Linked DNA regions of Mus musculus: all the other regions are linked to region 3. A link is a contact called in public promoter capture Hi-C data. All regions are on one chromosome and are shown on one strand. The core of a region is the stretch at or near the end of the contact, and the rest is flanking DNA. Distances in the headings are between cores, read along the strand shown.

Evidence for each region. Promoter capture Hi-C pulls out the DNA fragments that hold promoters and counts their contacts.
Region 1: a promoter capture Hi-C map of pre-B cells shows a contact between it and region 3. The contact joins the promoter of Ints6l here to the promoter of Mospd1 in region 3. A contact is called at or near these places in 3 of 39 promoter capture datasets (the HPC-7 cell line, cranial neural crest and pre-B cells).
Region 2: a promoter capture Hi-C map of pre-B cells shows a contact between it and region 3. The contact joins the promoter of Htatsf1 here to the promoter of Mospd1 in region 3. A contact is called at or near these places in 2 of 39 promoter capture datasets (cranial neural crest and pre-B cells).
Region 4: a contact with region 3 is called in a promoter capture Hi-C map of pre-B cells. The contact joins the promoter of Slc9a6 here to the promoter of Mospd1 in region 3. A contact is called at or near these places in 3 of 39 promoter capture datasets (cranial neural crest, maxillary cranial neural crest and pre-B cells).
Region 5: a promoter capture Hi-C map of erythroid cells shows a contact between it and region 3, with 24 times the contacts expected there. The contact joins the promoter of Rbmx2 here to the promoter of Mospd1 in region 3. A contact is called at or near these places in 2 of 39 promoter capture datasets (erythroid cells and maxillary cranial neural crest).
Region 6: a contact with region 3 is called in a promoter capture Hi-C map of pre-B cells. The contact joins the promoter of Rbmx here to the promoter of Mospd1 in region 3.

What each region holds. Positions count from the first base shown.
Region 1 is chrX:56,453,552-56,456,251 of GRCm38.p6, forward strand. Ints6l (integrator complex subunit 6 like) reads left to right here and starts at 1,288. Exons shown (of 17, transcript NM_172779.4): 1 at 1,288-1,765; 2 at 1,898-1,975. The coding sequence starts at 1,655.
Region 2 is chrX:57,052,256-57,054,955 of GRCm38.p6, forward strand. Htatsf1 (HIV TAT specific factor 1) reads left to right here and starts at 1,315. Exons shown (of 10, transcript NM_028242.2): 1 at 1,315-1,510; 2 at 1,699-1,943. The coding sequence starts at 1,755.
Region 3 is chrX:53,369,218-53,371,993 of GRCm38.p6, forward strand. It overlaps Mospd1 (motile sperm domain containing 1), which reads right to left and starts at 1,342. Exons shown (of 6, transcript NM_001290514.1): 1 at 1,205-1,342.
Region 4 is chrX:56,608,553-56,611,252 of GRCm38.p6, forward strand. It overlaps Slc9a6 (solute carrier family 9 (sodium/hydrogen exchanger), member 6), which reads left to right and starts at 1,283. Exons shown (of 16, transcript NM_172780.4): 1 at 1,283-1,635. The coding sequence starts at 1,308.
Region 5 is chrX:48,693,656-48,696,355 of GRCm38.p6, forward strand. It overlaps Rbmx2 (RNA binding motif protein, X-linked 2), which reads left to right and starts at 1,349. Exons shown (of 6, transcript NM_173376.3): 1 at 1,349-1,465; 2 at 1,665-1,780. The coding sequence starts at 1,461.
Region 6 is chrX:57,391,772-57,394,471 of GRCm38.p6, forward strand. It overlaps Rbmx (RNA binding motif protein, X chromosome), which reads right to left and starts at 1,265. Exons shown (of 9, transcript NM_011252.4): 1 at 1,081-1,265.

The DNA of each region.
Region 1 (2,700 bases), core at 38-2,537, 3.1 Mb after region 3:
CCTTGTTCTTTGCCCATGAAATCTTCTGAACTTCTAGACCACAGGCAAGTGCTGCCTCGCTGTTTTTACTTGCATCACCATTTTTGGTCTTATTTCTGAGAAAACATAATATATATCAATCATGTAGAACATATACACAGGATATCTACAAACAATATAGAAAACATTTGCAGATATATATGTGATCTTCACATTGTATTAAAATTGTATACTCATTGAAGCTCAAGAGTCTAACTTGTGTACAGCACATTGCTAGAAATACTCTGTATCATTATCATCATTATCGCCATCATCAGTGTTGTAGGAGACTCAAACTCAGCGCCTCACAGGAGCTGGGCAAACATCGTACTCCTATGCTGCAACACTACCTCATACTCTATATTAAAAATAATGTCACAGTAGTTGGCATAGCACACGCTTGTAGGATATGCTGAGGAGTTCAGGACCAGCCTGAGATACAAGTTTAAAAATTGAGTCATATGCAGTGGAAAGCCAAGTATAGTTGACCAGTTACCAAGTACTTACATGGAGCCAGCATTGGCAACTTCCCTCTACTGAAAATTAAATTTCAGTACCATCGACCCTACATATTTCAATGATTGAACGCCTACTTCAGGTGCCTAGCACTTTTGTGGACGTTCAATGAACCTGAGTTGAAGCAGGATATCAGCCATGGATAAAGGCCGCACAGTCCCCACAGGAGTTTAAGTATCACAGGCTGGTCAATGTTTCAAAGCCTGAGAGAGCCTGTCCTTACAAAAGGACAGCTTAGGGTAACGTTTCCGCGGCAGCTTCCTTTTTAAGTAGCTGAACCAACCAAGAAAACGACATGTAAACACTGATCAGGAAGAGGGACTAATCTAAGGGAATTTGAGCAAGTCTGGCTAGGAAAGAAGTTTGCTGCTACTGAAATGTTTTGGTCTTAGCCACTGGCAGGATTGATTGATTGTAGTTATGTTTTGTGTGAAGCCTGCCTAAACATCTGTTTCTATGCAACTGTTGCCCAATTCTCCTTTCCTTTCGAATTACCATCTTTGAAGCACGAAAGAAAATCCATCCAAACGACCAAACAAATTACCCTAAAGGCTTCTAAATCCTTTAAAGGAGAATCTGAGCTTGAAGAAGGTCCTTTACTCCCCCGCCCCTTACCTCCAGCATGGGTTCCAAACTACAACCCTCAAGCTTGGCCCAAGTCCCTCCCTTTACCCAGTCATCTAATGAATATGTAAATTAAACATAATTGGCAGCCAATGGCGTGTGTTCTAGTCACATGGTGCTGATGGTAGGTGAGCAGACAGAAGTTGTGTCAGTGAACAGAGAGGGCTCTCAGTCTGGGGCGAGCGCTCTAGTGAGCGTGGACGGATGCTTAGGCAGTAGTCCTGGCAGCGGCAGCGGCGGCGGGCAGTAGTGGTGGCAGAAGAGGGGAAGAGAGACGGCCCGGAGACCGACACACTCACACTTTCAAGTTCCCTTGGAGGGAGAGGAGTTGGGGCTGCAGAAAGAGGCCAGGAGCGGTCCCATCTATCCCATCCCGTTTCCCACTTTTCCTCTTGCTCCCTGGCTCTGCGAGAGTTCAGGATTTGGGTAGCCATACGTGGCATTGAGGGAAAAGGGACTGGGAGAGTGGGGACCAGAACCAGGGGTGTAGTGGAAGATGCCCATCCTGCTGTTCCTCATAGATACGTCCGCCTCCATGAACCAGCGCACTGACCTGGGCACCTCCTATTTGGACATTGCTAAAGGCGCTGTGGAGTTATTCTTGAAGGTAAAAGGAGGGGAAAGGAGATGAAGGGGTCGCTTCTGTGGGATGGGTGGGTTGGACTGAGGTGCTTCTGTAACGTTTGTATCGCTTCCCCTCGTTTCCTACGCGACCCCCCCGTCATCCCTCGCCCCGCAGCTGCGCGCCCGGGACCCAGCCAGCCGCGGAGACAGGTACATGCTGGTCACCTACGATGAGCCTCCCTACTGCATCAAGGTAAACAGGCCAGCGGGGGAGCGGTGGGCGGGAAGAGCGTGCGCGTCCACTAGCCTGGGGCTGCTGATCCCTTTTGCCTCCACCCGTGGCGATCCTGCGTCGCCCTGCGGGACGGGCTGCAGTGAGGAGCGCCGAAGGGCAGGAGGAGCAGGGCGGGTGGCGGCGGTCGGGGGTCGCAGAGAGGGGCCCGGAGATGAGCAGCCGGTGTAGAGAAGGCACTGGAGGGCCGAGTTCCTAGCACGGCTGCAGCAATCGCCTCCGAAGATGGCGGACATTTTGCTTTTGTATGAGGCAGCCAGAGGCAGGGTGAGGGCGCTGCTGAGATGGAAAGGAGGGAGGGGAGGAGGCCGAGGAAGGAGGGCTCGAGGCCCATGGTGAGGCTGCGGCCCCTTCGCCTGGGACTCCGCCCCGATGTTCTCTTAGCCCCGCGCGGGCTTTGCTGCCGCCCGAGCTCCTCCTCTGGTCCCTCCTTCCATCCCTCGGCCCGCCCCGCCTGGGCTTCCTCTCCCTCCTCCCGCTCCGGTCCGTTTCTCCTTCACCGCATCTTCCCCTCCTCTTCCTGCCAAATGCCGGGCTGCACTAGCGCTGGCCTCCCAGAGCAGCTCCTTTGCATTCGAGGCTCTGGCCCCCGCCCCTCCTGTGCCACCACTAGCTCGGAACTGCTTAGCCTATGCAGCTCCCAGACCCTGCACGCTCAGTCAGGTTGAGCCCAGCTCTCAGTTACC
Region 2 (2,700 bases), core at 65-2,564, 3.7 Mb after region 3:
AGCTGTCTCTTGTGAGACTTTGCCAGGGCCTAGCAAACACATAAGTGGATGCTCACAGTCAGCTATTGGATGGATCACAGGGCCCCCAATGGAGGAGCTAGAGAAAATACCCAAGGAGCTAAAGGGATCTGCAACCCTATAGGTGGAACAACAATATGAACTAACCAGTACCCTGGAGCTCTTGTCTCTAGCTGCATATGTATCAAAAGATGGCCTAGTCAGTCATCACTGGAAAGAGAGGCCATTTGGACTTACAAACTTTATATGCCCCAGTACAGGGGAATGCCAGGGCCAAAAAGTGGGAGTGGGTGGGTAGGGGAGTGGGGAGGGGTATGGGGGACTTTTGGGATAGCATTGGAAATGTAAATGAGGAAAATACCTAATAAAAATATTTAAAAAATGCTTAAAACAAAATAATTGCTGCTCTCCCGCATCTGGTGCTCCTGTCATATTGTTCGCCAACTATAACTGAACCGCCCTTGATTTGTGCATGTCTTAGCTGCTGCCTCAGAATCTCCCTCAAAGCCTGGCACTTAATAGGAGTTCAGTAAATACTTGTCTGTCCTAAAAATATGGACCCCTTCCCTTTTCTAGGTGCATGAAACATCTAAGGAAAAAGCTCAGCTTTTCTTGGAAGACTGTTGGCTGTCTTACTAAGACACAAGGAAATGAGGCCATAGGGTTATGTTTACACTCAAGCTTCAAATTCCAGTCTGGAACACCTCGGACACGTTGCAGTAAGCTGCAGGCAAAAGCTCCTCTCACCTACAGCAGCCAGAGGGTGGTACCAGATGCCTAAAAGGGGGGTGAGATTAGGAAGTGATGGGGCCTTCTGCCCACTGCTTGTTAACTCATGCTTCACTAGACCTCCAAACAGCATGTTATGTGTTTGGGTTACTAAGATGAACAAAACCCGCGTGTACACTAAGGACAAGCATTCGAAAAATAAGACAATCCTCGGCTCCAGTGCAGGGGCGGGGATTTGCGCGAAGGAGGCGCCAAGGTTTCGCGAAGCGGGAGAAACTTGTCCCACGGTCCCACCCACCTCCCCAAGATGGCGCCTGCCGCAAAGCCCATTCCGCGCCAGCTCTACTGGAAGAGTCCTTTTTCAGGCTATCGCTTCGGCCAAACTCGTCCGGAGCGCAGAGGAGCCCGAGGTTAACGAGGTGCCATGCATTTCGGCAGGCTGCGTCCCTAAAGGCCAGTTCCCAATAAGTACAGACACGCGGCGGCAGCCGGGCTCCGAGGCCCCGCCCCCTGGCCGCGCAAGCGTCGCGGACCTTTGACGTCCCGTGGGCGGGTCGGCGCGACCCGCTACGTTGCCACCCGCGCGGACAATGGCGACTGCATCAGCCTGAGGGGGACTTCGCTCTCAACTCGTTGCCTGACGTGGCGGGGAGGAAGCTGTGGCGCCTCCGGAACCGGCCGCAGCGGTGACAGCGCGCCTGCGCGCTTCCGCCTCGCCCTGGCCCCAGCAGCGGCGGCGGCGAGGCCCTGCGGAGCCCGCCAGGTGGGTGGCAGCGACAGCGCTGACCATTTGTTGGCGCAGGCGTGCACGAGGGGGGCGGGCGGGAGGGCGGAGTCTGGGCGGTGCCTCGCAGACTTCCCAGGGTCTGCTGGGGCGCTGCGGGAGGCGGCCCGGGAGTTGCAGTGCACAGTCCAAGCTCTGCAGACCTCTCTTTCTCTGCTCTTGTCCAGCGCCCTCTCGGCCTCTTCACTTCTCTGACCGCGGTGTCCGGGACTACGTGAGAACCATGAGTGGCAACAACTTGAGCGGGAACGATGAGTTTGATGAGCAATTGCGAATGCAAGAATTGTATGGAGGAGACCCCAAGGAAGGTGACACCCAGAATGAGCCCTCTGGAGAAGCCCATTCTTTGGGACAACCACCAGATGACACTCCTTACGAGTGGGACCTTGATAAGAAGGCTTGGTTCCCTAAGGTAAGAAAGAGTATCGGAGTCCCACTGCGGAGCGGGGCCATAGGGTTCACTGGCAGCCCTTGCGGGACATTCCTCTTCTGTTTGCTCCACTGAAGTACTAGGTCTCTGAACCGGTGGTTGGTGGCTAGTCTATTGGTTCAGTCTATTGCATTCCCGATGTATAAAGGAAAGTAAATCTTAGGGTGGTGCCTTAAGTGATTTTTTTGTGCCTTATTAATTTGTGTATGTATGTGAAGGTCACAATTCGTTTTTATCTTGATATTTTTACTGCACAGAGGAAGAACACCAAGGAAATCACATTAGTAAGACTTTTATCCTGTATAGCCAAACTTAATTTACGCTTCCTGTACATGTTTGTGTAGAATGCAGCTTGTTGATTTACAGGGTGGAAGAGGTGTCATTCACCTCTACTGAAGAAACTTTTCTTGATTCTTGTTTTATCTATTAAATTTTGTTCCAGGGCATCTGAGTTCGGACCCTATAACCACAGGAATATGACTAGGAATGCACAGGAAATGAATGAAAGAGATCTATACATTTGTACTTGGGAATTGCTAAGTGTTTAATTTCAACATGGAAATAGCACAAGTGGTGTTGAACCTGGTCTTGTAAACTGTATGGTAACTGTACTCTGTTAGTCTTAGCCTCATAGGAACTTTGGCATCAAAGGGAACTAACAGCGCGACAAGCGACCGGAGAGGCAATCACACAAAACTTTTTCCATTGTGCAGGGGGATTGATTGTTGGTTGAAAAATT
Region 3 (2,776 bases), core at 92-2,591:
GACTGTAGTATTTTATACACAAAGAGCTTTCCTAATACTTACAGGAAGTGTGGACAAGATTTTCGTCACTAAGAATGTATTAAATCCCATGTGTGCCTTTCCCGAAAAGAGTAGACTTTCTCCTGTCTGGAATTCACATTAAAAACAAAAAGTGTTCCAATAGAACAGGACTGCCTTTTAGGCAAAATTTAGGAACTTGAACTTTTTTTCAGGGTTACTTTCTCTTAAAATGTCCTTAAAGGACAAAATACTAGGACCCTTTGCACTTCTTACTTGCCCTGTGGCTTTCCCAAGTGAACTTTCCTTCCATTCTACTAGCACAGCAATGCTACTTCAGTGAGAGAAAGACAAATGTCAGTTACTTTCCCCAGAGGGAAACAGCAGAAGATTAAGGGCTGAGGTCTAGGGAGGGGCTAAAACCTTCCTGCCTAAGACCAGCCCCACCTGCTTGGGGCCCAGCCTTTACAGCCCTATCTCCACACTACCCGGCTCCATGTGAAACTGGTCATGTGAGCCTGTTTACAGCTGAGCAGCTGGTGCAACCATCAGGATCTGTGCAGAGGTCCAGGGAGGGGTAAGGATACAGGCCACTTACCTCCTTTCTCCCCTATGTAATTCCAAGAAGATACTTGCTTCGACCACCAACCACCCTCCCTCCCAGTCTCTCTACTTTCCTTCATGCCCCTTCAGGCAAAGCCATCCTGGGACGCCTGGCTCCGGTCGCCCCCCGCCCCGTTTCCGTCCAGTTGCTCGCGGGGGGGAACGGCTGAACTGCAGGAAGGGCGAGGACAGGGTCATCCCAAACTAGGTAGTCGACTGACTTCCCTCCCACAGCCCTCCAGGCAATGTCCGCCAAAGAGTTGTCCCTAGAGCTGCATCCCCAAGGCAACTGAACTCTTGTCGGGCAGGCAGCGGGAGGTTTCGGAGGCTGCCTTCGTCTAGGCAGGGGTAGCTACACAACTCTGCTGGCCCTGGAGACCCTGCAGAAGGGCCACCAACAGTCCAAGAACGGTGGACCCGCTGCCCGGTCCCCGCCACCCACCTTAGCCCGGCACTGAACAGCCCTGCTGTCAGTCACAGAGCCAAGCTCTGGCTACGGGTACTGGCATTGTCTACACCGGAGGGGGAGGTCTCAGCCATGTAAGTTCCATGTCTTCCCCGCAAGTCAGAGAAAGTGGGTGACGGGACATTGAGGGACTCTCACCTCAGCAACACTGGCTCCTCGGAAAGCAGCTGCGACTGCTCCCTGCTCCTTTGTCAGAGTCTCCAGACTGCACTGCCTGCTGGGATATGGGAGGACTCGACTGCCACCTCTCCCCGCCCAGGAGGATGAGTCGCAACTGGGGGGTGGGTGAGAAGAGGAAGGAAAGGCGGGCCCGGGGCGGGGTCTAGCCGGGGGCGGGGCTTCTGTGTTGCCACCTGGCTTCTGGGGTTTCTTCCTTCTCTATGCTTCAAACTACTTCCTTTGTCCTCTGGCCGCCCCTCCTTTTCCTCCGCCCCCCTCACCCGCCCCCAGAGGATTAGAGGCTTTCTCTGAGTGCAATCTCTTTGCACTCATTTGGTGGTGACCTTTGACGTCTGCCTCATTCACTCCTCTCCCCAACTCAGAATGCATTCCATACAATGAATACCCAAGGCTTGTGACTCTTCCTCTGAGACTCTGTATTAAGCACTAGCTCTCTTTCTCCACTCTATCATCGGCGCAAAGCAGACTGTTCAGGATTTGTTCATGCTGCTACAGTAGCTTCCTATTTGGATTCATTCTTTCTACTGTTACTTTGTCTAAACTATTGCCCAGACAGCAATCCAGTTGGCTCAGTCTAAGGTATAGGTGACCCTGCTGTTCTACTTAAAGCTTTTCAAGCCTGGCATGGTAGAACAAGACTATAATCCCAGTATTCAAAGGCTGAGGCAGGAGGATCCTGAGTTAAGACAAATTTGAGTTACAAAATAACAATTGACTTTTAAAGGGGAAATCTCTATTCTCAGGTCTGTACTCTATTCTTAGAGTCTTTCAGGCAGGTATGCTGCTACAGGGCTTTAATCCTAGCACTTAGAAGGGGAAGCAGTAGATCTTTGAGACTGAGGCCAGCCTGCTTATATATGAGACCCCATCTCAACACCAAGCAAACAACAAATGAGAGAGAAAAGACTTTTCGGCTAGGAACAATGGACAACTGTTAAGTCAAGCACCAAAGGGGCAAAGTCCCAAAGACCCCAAGGACTTCATATCTCAGCAGCCTGGCCTACCTAGCAAGACCCAGTGTGCTGGACACAAGACAGCCAGGATAGAGAAACCCTGTCTCAAAAAAGAAAAGTAAATGAAATGGAAAACACTTCAAAATTCAAACTTAATTATGTTCAAAAAGGAACAATACGGTCCAAGGGTACCCTCTGCACAAGTATAAGACCCAAAACCTTCCTCATTACTCTTAATCAATGGGTCTATAACAGTAGATATCACTTGGGCCCTAGGCTCTGAGACCTTTACTCACAGACTTTGTGCAATGCTCTTATCTGTCTTTTGAACACCTATCTTTCAGGATCCAGGGGAAATGTCACTTTCCCAACTAACCTTTCAGAATCTTCCATAAGAACGACATGTCTTATTTGTTTGTCTGAAACGTGGCCTGACTATAGCGCTAGCTGGTCTGACACACGTTATGGAGGCCAAGATGGTTCTAACTTGCAGTGATCCTCCTATCATGCTGGGATTACAGGCATGTACCACTAAATCCACCAGACGCTTTCATAAAAACTGTTGACCCCTATTCTA
Region 4 (2,700 bases), core at 33-2,532, 3.2 Mb after region 3:
ATTTCCCTGAAGTTCGCTATCCTCACAGAGCTTAAGCAGTTTGTTAAGGAAGAGGCATCCAGTTCGCTATCCTCACAGACCAGGGTGGCTTGTAGTTGTTGTTGGGTGATGTGGCCCTGAGATGAAAAGGTTTCAAAATGGTATGCTATATACAAAATGGCAGGGTTGGGATAGATAGTAAATAGTACTGCTGATGTCATGAAGGCTTTGAGGAAGGATATATATTCAGAGAGGAAAGAATAAGCTAATTTAGAGGATAGACTCACTACCCAACAGATAGAGGCCTTAAGGAACAGTGGCAGGCCAGGGCTTGAAATGTGTAGCTTATTCGTGTAGAAGTGAAAGTCTAGATAAAACGAAGCCTAACTCACCTAAGGAGTGAGCCCGCAAGTATGGAGACTCTGAAAAAGTCCCCAAGCACAGCTCAACTATGGAGGTGAGCTGTGAAAATCTTGCCTCATGAGTTCTAGAGGGATCTGCAGAAATTCCTCTTTGGGGAAAGGGAAATGAAAGGTAAGGAGTCAAATGGGTAAGAAGCGGTGAAATTTGCCTTAAAGTAACAGTAAAAAAGACAACAGGGGAGGCAAAAGCCCTGTACCAGCAAAGATTTCTTCTCCAAGGTAGCACAGCTCTGAGGTAAATCTGAGCACAAACTTGATTGCCTACTCTTTGCAAGGCTGATGAACCTATGTGTTCATTCCTGATGATGGATGACATATATTAAACATTGACATCCAAAGAAAACCCGATTATACAGCTACATCTATGATCCATGCCTTTGTGTGAATTCTTTTTTGAACTCTTACAGTGTTACTGTTTCCCCAATAAGGGCAGAATAAGGGGATCCCGATTTAAATTACAGAGCTGGAGTTTAAGGCCACTCCCATGGGGACAACTTCTTATGCCTTTAAGAGACACTGGGGGACGATATCCAGATGGGTTATGAAGATCGATTTCTGTCCCCTTCCCAGCTGTCAGAATTGAACCCAAGTGGAGAGCGTGCAACCTGCTTCTGATGACACTGGCCCCGTGTTTCTTCAGAGGAAAACAGTGGATTAGATTCGATAAGTTTTCACTTTGGGACTGAGCTCTAGGCGTGCCTGTAGGTGGGTAGACAAGCCAAAGAATGGGGACAGGCAGGCGGGAGCTGTGGCTGTCACTTTAAGAGTGGAGGCCCTGCTGGGCGGTGCCTGCACCGCCGGCTGGGCTCTAGCCCCGCCCCTTTCCCGTGAGCCCACGGGGAGTGGTCGGGCCACGGGCGGCTGCGGGTGAGGAGAGGGGCGGGGGGCAGGGGGTGGGGGGAAGACATGGCTGGGGCTCGGCGCGGCTGGCGGCTGGCGCCCGTTCGCCGTGGCGTCTGCGGGCCCCGGGCGCGTCCGCTCATGCGGCCCCTTTGGTTGCTCTTCGCAGTGAGCTTCTTTGGCTGGACCGGGGCTCTGGACGGCTCCGGGGGAACGACCAGAGCCATGGACGAGGAGATCGTGTCCGAGAAGCAGGCGGAGGAGAGCCATCGGCAGGACAGCGCCAACCTGCTCATCTTCATCCTGCTGCTCACCCTCACCATTCTGACGATCTGGCTCTTCAAGCACCGCCGGGCCCGCTTCCTGCACGAAACCGGCCTTGCTATGATTTATGGCAAGTGACTTGGACCCCTGTCCCCTAGCTGGCACGGTCCCTTTCTCTGCTTGCCGGTTCCTTCACCTCCTGTCCTGGTCCTGCTCGGCCTACATTCTGCTCCCCTTCTCATTTCGTTTTCCACCTCGCCTTAAATCGTCCTCCGTTTCTCTGGCTCACCCCCTTTTATTTCTGCTACGCCCCCCATTTTTCCTATCTCGTTCTCAGCCTCGCCTCCCCATTTTGTCTGGCTCTCCTTGCTGTTTTCGCCTCCGACCCCACCCCCTTTTTCTCAGCTCCCTGCTGCCCCTTCTCTGCCTTCCAAGTTGGGGAGCAGGACGGGTGGGTGTAGAGGATGTGGGAAAGAGAGTCGGGTGCGGTGGATGGGATGGGGCTGGGGGCGGGGAAGACATCTTTGCAATCTCTGTCTCTGGGGTGTCAGTTTGTTTAAGGTTCGTTGAAGCTGCAGTAGTAGCTGTACTGCCAGCATCTGGCATTCATTTGGAACCAGAGTCGACCTTTACTTATTGCCCAGCTTTTGCTATGCCGCCTTTCTAGGTGCAAATGATAACCTTACTCCCGTGGGACCCACACAAACTAAAAACCTGAAGTAGGCTACAGAAGGCTTAGGGCATTTTAAATATTGTCCTCATTTATTATACTACACCTGATGGGGAGCCTTAGGGTTGACCCTTTGGATTCAGGCTTATGAAAGTGAGGACTAGTAAGAGTTATGGTTCTTCCAGCCGCATGTTACGTACCATATGATGAGAATTGGCCAGCCAAGTGGTAATTACGAACCTTCATGCATATGCATACGGGTGACTTGCTGTTGGCATGAGGTTATTGATCAATTGCTGTGTAAATGATTTTGGTTCTTCATTCACTGTGTTTTCTTTTGAGGTTATTTATCTGTGTGTGTGTGTGTGTGTGTGTGTGTGTGTGTGTTGGGGGAGGGACAGATGATACATAGGGGGTGGGGGGCGGAGAAAAAGAGAAAGAGACAGAGAGACAGAGGAGAGGAGGCAAAACAAAAACAAAAACAAAAAAACCAACCCATGGGCTTAGAAGCCTTTTGAACCATTT
Region 5 (2,700 bases), core at 99-2,598, 4.7 Mb before region 3:
CCCTAATGATGGAGACGTAATATTCTGATCAGCCTCAAAAGAGAATATTACATGTTGTCTCTTACCTTAAGAGTTCCATACTGCCTCTAACCACAACATTTGGGAGGCAGAGACAGGTGGATCTCTGTGAATTTCAGGCCAGCCCGCTCTACAAAGTGAATGCCAGGAGAGTCACAAGCTCTATAGTGAGACCACGTCTCAGGGGGAAAAAGAGAGTTCCATGCTTCTGAATTGGTAGAATAAATATTGTGAAAATGGGTATACTTCCAAAATTAATTTGCAGATTTCATGCAACACCTTTCAAAATTCTGATGTATTTCACAGGTTTAGAAAAATAACACAAGAATTGATATGGAACTACAAAAGACAATAGGTAGAAAAGAAATCCCAAGGAATAAGAACAATGCTGATAGCATTATAGGACCTGACCTCAAATTTTACTATAGACCTATAGTCATAAGGACAGCCTGGTATTGCTATAAAAGTAGACATTAATATCAATGAAATAGAATAAGAGAATCCAGAATAAAATGCCAAAGCTATTCCTATTTAATTTTTGACAAAGGAAGCAAAAACATATATTGGGAAAAAAATAACCTACTTAAGAAATATGCTGGAAAAACTGAATTTCTATCTGAAGAAGACAGAAATTATGTGAGTGCAAGTGCCCACAGAGGCCAGAGGAGGATCTTCTGAAGTTGGAGTTGTGAGCCACCTGTTTTGGGTGCAGGTTCTCTGGAAAAAAATCAGCAAATGGTCTTAACCACTGAGCCACCTCTCTAGACCTTCAAGCTAATTTTTTTGAAGCTCAGTTTTTTTCCTCTGTAAAATGGGGATGGTAACTGTATTTCATGGGGTTGTTGGGCGGTCAGCCTGGTCTACAGAGCGAGTTCCAAGACAGCTAAGGCTACACAAGGAAACAAACAAGAGATTGAATGAAAAATGCAAATGGCAGAAAGTGAGCCGCCCCCTGGGAGGCAGAGGTTTAGGGTAGGGGCAGGGTGAGGAGTGCTGGGAGGAGCCAATGGTGTGAGCCTTAGCCTGGGGTTTGAGATCTAACAGAGATAACGTGCATAAATTGTCTCTCATTCACAACCTTTAAGTTCTCTAACTCTTTAGTTGATAGGTACTAGTTTGACAATGCTAATTTTTGCCTGCTTGTTTATACGTGGGCATTTAATTCCGACTGGCAGAGGAACACAGGGTCCCCCCATCGCTCTCCATCAAAAAGGGGGCGGGGACTGACTTGGGAACTGTCCCTCCACAGGAGCGAATGCCTGAGAAAGCACCTTCACCTTACTGCGCAGGCGCCAGGGCTTAGCGGGCCGGAACTTCCGGCGGAAGTTCCGCCTCGCGGGCCCCGTGCTCCAATCTGAGCTGGGTGTTCGGGTCGCGGGAGCGCTTTGGAGCCTCACCCGGAAGCTGTTGTCGTCTGAAGCGAGCCGCGCGAAGATGCGAATATGAAGTAAGGATTCTGTTTCTCTGCGGATAGGGGCGGGAGTGTTCTCCGCGGAAGGGAGAGTGGCTTGAGGATGGCCGCCCAGAAAGGGCGGGGACCGGTCCTCGCCCTCCGGGCCTCCGGGCGGGAGAAGCTCGGTAGGGAGAGGGCGGGCTGGGAGGAAAAGTACTTATCGCACTTACCGGCTTGCCTGCCACCCGCGCAGCCCTCTGACTAAGGTGAAGCTGATCAATGAACTGAATGAGCGAGAGGTTCAACTTGGAGTGGCGGAAAAGGTGTCTTGGCACTCGGAATACAAGCACAGCGCCTGGATCTTTGTTGGTGAGGTCCCCATTTTTCTCCAGCAGTGCCTTTCAGAGTCCGCCCCGTCCCTTCCCCTCCCCTCCCCATCCCTCTCCATCCCTCTCCCCTCCCCTCCCCTCCTCATCCCTCTCCTCTCCTCTCTCCACCCCTTCCCCTCTCCTCCCTATGCCCCCTCCCCCGGTTATTTAGTGCCCCTGGTCATCGCTTCTGAACAAGCTCATCACCTCACACTCTGGAAGCTCCTCTGCTCACAGGTCCACTTTTCAGTTGCCTTCAGCGCTTCTTAGAATTGGTATTTGCCTTTCATTCTATTCAAAACCTTGCTACTTGGCTGCTCAGAGACAGTTCATTCCACAGTCAACCTATCACGATGTCAAAGAAACGGAGGCGCAGACAGGTTACTGGACTTGCTTAAGGTCACATGCTGCAGCACTTCAAAACTGTGGGGCTTGTGCTCTTCGTCACGGTCACATACCGATCGTGTGTGTGTCTGCCCTTCCTCACAATGATTTTTCTCCTCTCCTGGGCTTCTGCTCCTAGTCCTTAGCTGTACCGTGATGTACCTGGTCAGACATTAGCTGGATTTGAAGACATTAAGGCTTGATTCAAAATTAGCTTTACTCCGGCTGAACATTTGAAAGGCCACCTGAAAATGTGACAGGATCAGGGAAAGCTACTTCTGATGAAAAGAATAGAGTCTGGAGTACACCCCTGGCCCTGGGTAGATACCAGGACATTTTCAGGAAACCTACATGTTACATACTAGTGTGCCCCTTCCTTCAGACATAATCCAACAGAGCTTTAAGTCATCTGGCCAGTAGACACCTGTCAGGAAAGCTCAGTCACCGCCAGACACGCTAGGGACACGGGAGGGAAATGATCCCCAGTGCAGGTGGTGCTGATGTCCGCCCTAAGTCTACCTGCTGCTCTGAGGCCTC
Region 6 (2,700 bases), core at 15-2,514, 4.0 Mb after region 3:
TGTTTTGTTAAAATCTTTATTCTTTAGTAACTAAAGATACCAATAAACCTCAAGTGTGGTAGAAAATCAATTGAAATACTTTGGCTAACAGTGCAGCGCAATTTTCATTAACAGGGTTAAAAGGGCCTGCCTAATTTACCATCTTCATCTGCCCTGCTTTTAGTCAATGAAGAGCTACTCAACACTTAAAAAGGCTACTTTTAAATGTATTTTACTTTTAATATAAGATTGCAACCTTAGAGTGCAGGAATTAACAGAAGGGGGCCACCACACCTGGCTATGGTCTTGATCTCTTATCTTTAAAACATTCCGTTACCTATCAACCTACTTGCTATCCGCCCCACCGCCCCCAACCCGAAGCCAAAGGTATAAAAGACTTCCTATTCATTCAAGGTCACCAGCCAGACACACCAAGTAAGGAGCAAGCCCTTTCCACATTTAGATTCCCTAGTTAAGTTTAGGGACAAATCTCTACCTTAGGACAAAGTCGCTGCATCTAGCCCAACGAAAGATTGTTAGTTATCCGATCGAAAAGAAAAAGTGCCAGAGTCCGAAGATAACGGAACTCAGAATCACACACTCTTAACACTCTTTTCCAGTCCTGACACCTAATTAAGACTCATTAAAAACCGCGTGTTAAAGACAAAATGGCGACACTTGGAACGAACCCAGAACCACCAACAGCCTCCGGACGAACTAACTTTTGCATTGACAGTTGCAGCGAAAACTCAGAAAGCTTCCTCTCCTTGCCGCCAAGGACCAGAGGAAGCCTCAGAAGTCCACCAGCCTATCATTAGCACGGACGCTATTCTGGTGTTACTCCCGCGGTCCCAGCACGTCCCGCCCCACCTACAAAGCTGCGCCCTCCGCCCTCCCGCGACAGGGGACAGCCAAACCTCCGGGAGACGCACTCAGATAACTGACCCCATAATGTGCTGCTTCCACCCCTTCTGCTTTAAATAGGTTGACACCTTTGGGTGTCTTAAAATGGCGCCCGCCGCCACTATCTCCCGGGAAACAAATGACATCCAGCTCTAACAAGTCTGTATGGAAAACAGGCCAAGGAAAGGAAAGTCCTACCCGAGGGGACTGCGACGGTCTCAAGCTCCTCTGAGCTCGCCGACCGGACCTCCCGAGCAGCGCCGCACCAGTGACAGCTACCGATTTTCAGAACGGAACAGAAATGACGCTAGGACGACTGCGCAACGAGGGCGAACAAAGGAGACTGCAATCTTTATACTACCCGGGAACGAGGCTGAAGAACCCGGATGGAAATTAAGCTTAGAATTTGAAGCACGAAGGGAGGGGAGGGAGTGGTTCCCAGATTCTTCATTGGCTGTTCCCTTTGTCATTCACTAGTCACTCCGCCTCTTTCCTGTGTCTCTTAAAGTTCTGGCCGGTGCCGGATTTTAACCGTTTGCCCTGCCCCCATCCATTCTCCTCCAAGGCGCCTTTTAGCTTCGCTAAATATGCTAAAACACTGGACGGGATTTATTGACTAGAGAAGTAAATTTATTGAGCAACCTATTAGGTCAAACAAGGCGCAAAACTTTTACTTTTGCATGAAAATCCTAATTCCAAAAGCAATGTGAAAAAACGGTAGAATGCCAACGTTATAGAAATAAGAAACAAAGAAGTTTCGTTGATACTCAATAACTGGCTAAATTTTCTTGAGCAATAAGTAATACATTGGAAGAATCTGTTAAGTAAGTGTTAAGTGAAAACAGAACTTGATGACATTACAAAAATATCATTCATATAGAACGATTACTGAGTACCTACTTGATTTCTGTGCAAGTGAGACCAGAGTCAGGTGCCTCGGGGTTAAGACTGTCAAACAAAAATCCCTGACGATAGTTGGGAGTGCTTACCCACACATTTCATCCCAGTATTTGGGACGCTGAAGTAGGGCAGTTACGCGTTTCAGCACAGACTGGCTTTGTTAGAGTCTGTCTCAAACACCAAACCAAACAAAAAAAAAAAAATGCTACCAAGCATGCTTGAACTTTAAGTGAGCATTCTTAATTTGTTTTGTGTTTTGAGACAGTACCAGTCAGGCTGAGAGTGGTCTTGGAATTCACAGCTCTGATCCTGCCTCAGATTTCCAAGTGCTGGAATTACAGGCATGAGCTACCAGACCAGGTTCTGCATTCTAAATTTTTATCTGCTTGTGAAAGAAAAATAACAATTTAACCTAGAGGGGATTTTCTTTTCATTTCTTTTCTTTCCTTTTTCCTTTTTTCTTTTTCTGTTCCTGTCTGGCTGTCCTACAACTTGCTCTGCAGACCAGGCTGGAGATCCCTGTCTTTGCCTCCCAAGAAAAACGATTTTAGATACCAGCCTTTTATACTATGGATCATATTTCCTCATATGGGGTGATAGAATTGAATGTGGGCATAGTAGTAAAAGTGGCAATAATAAAAGGTTTCTGATACATAACAAAAATTCAATTCAAAATCAAATATATATGAGATATGTGGAAAGATTTATTAGAATGACTTACAGACTGTGGACCAGGTAATGCGACAATGACTGACTATGAACCCAGAAGTTCCTCAGTCCACGAGGCTGGATGTAGAGGCTGGTCTTCAGTAGATGCTAGAATCCCTAAAAAGTAGGCTCTAATGCCAGTGAAGGAATGCACTTGCTAGCAAGGTGAGAGCAAGCAGGCAAAAAGCAAAGGCTTTCTTATTCCAAGCC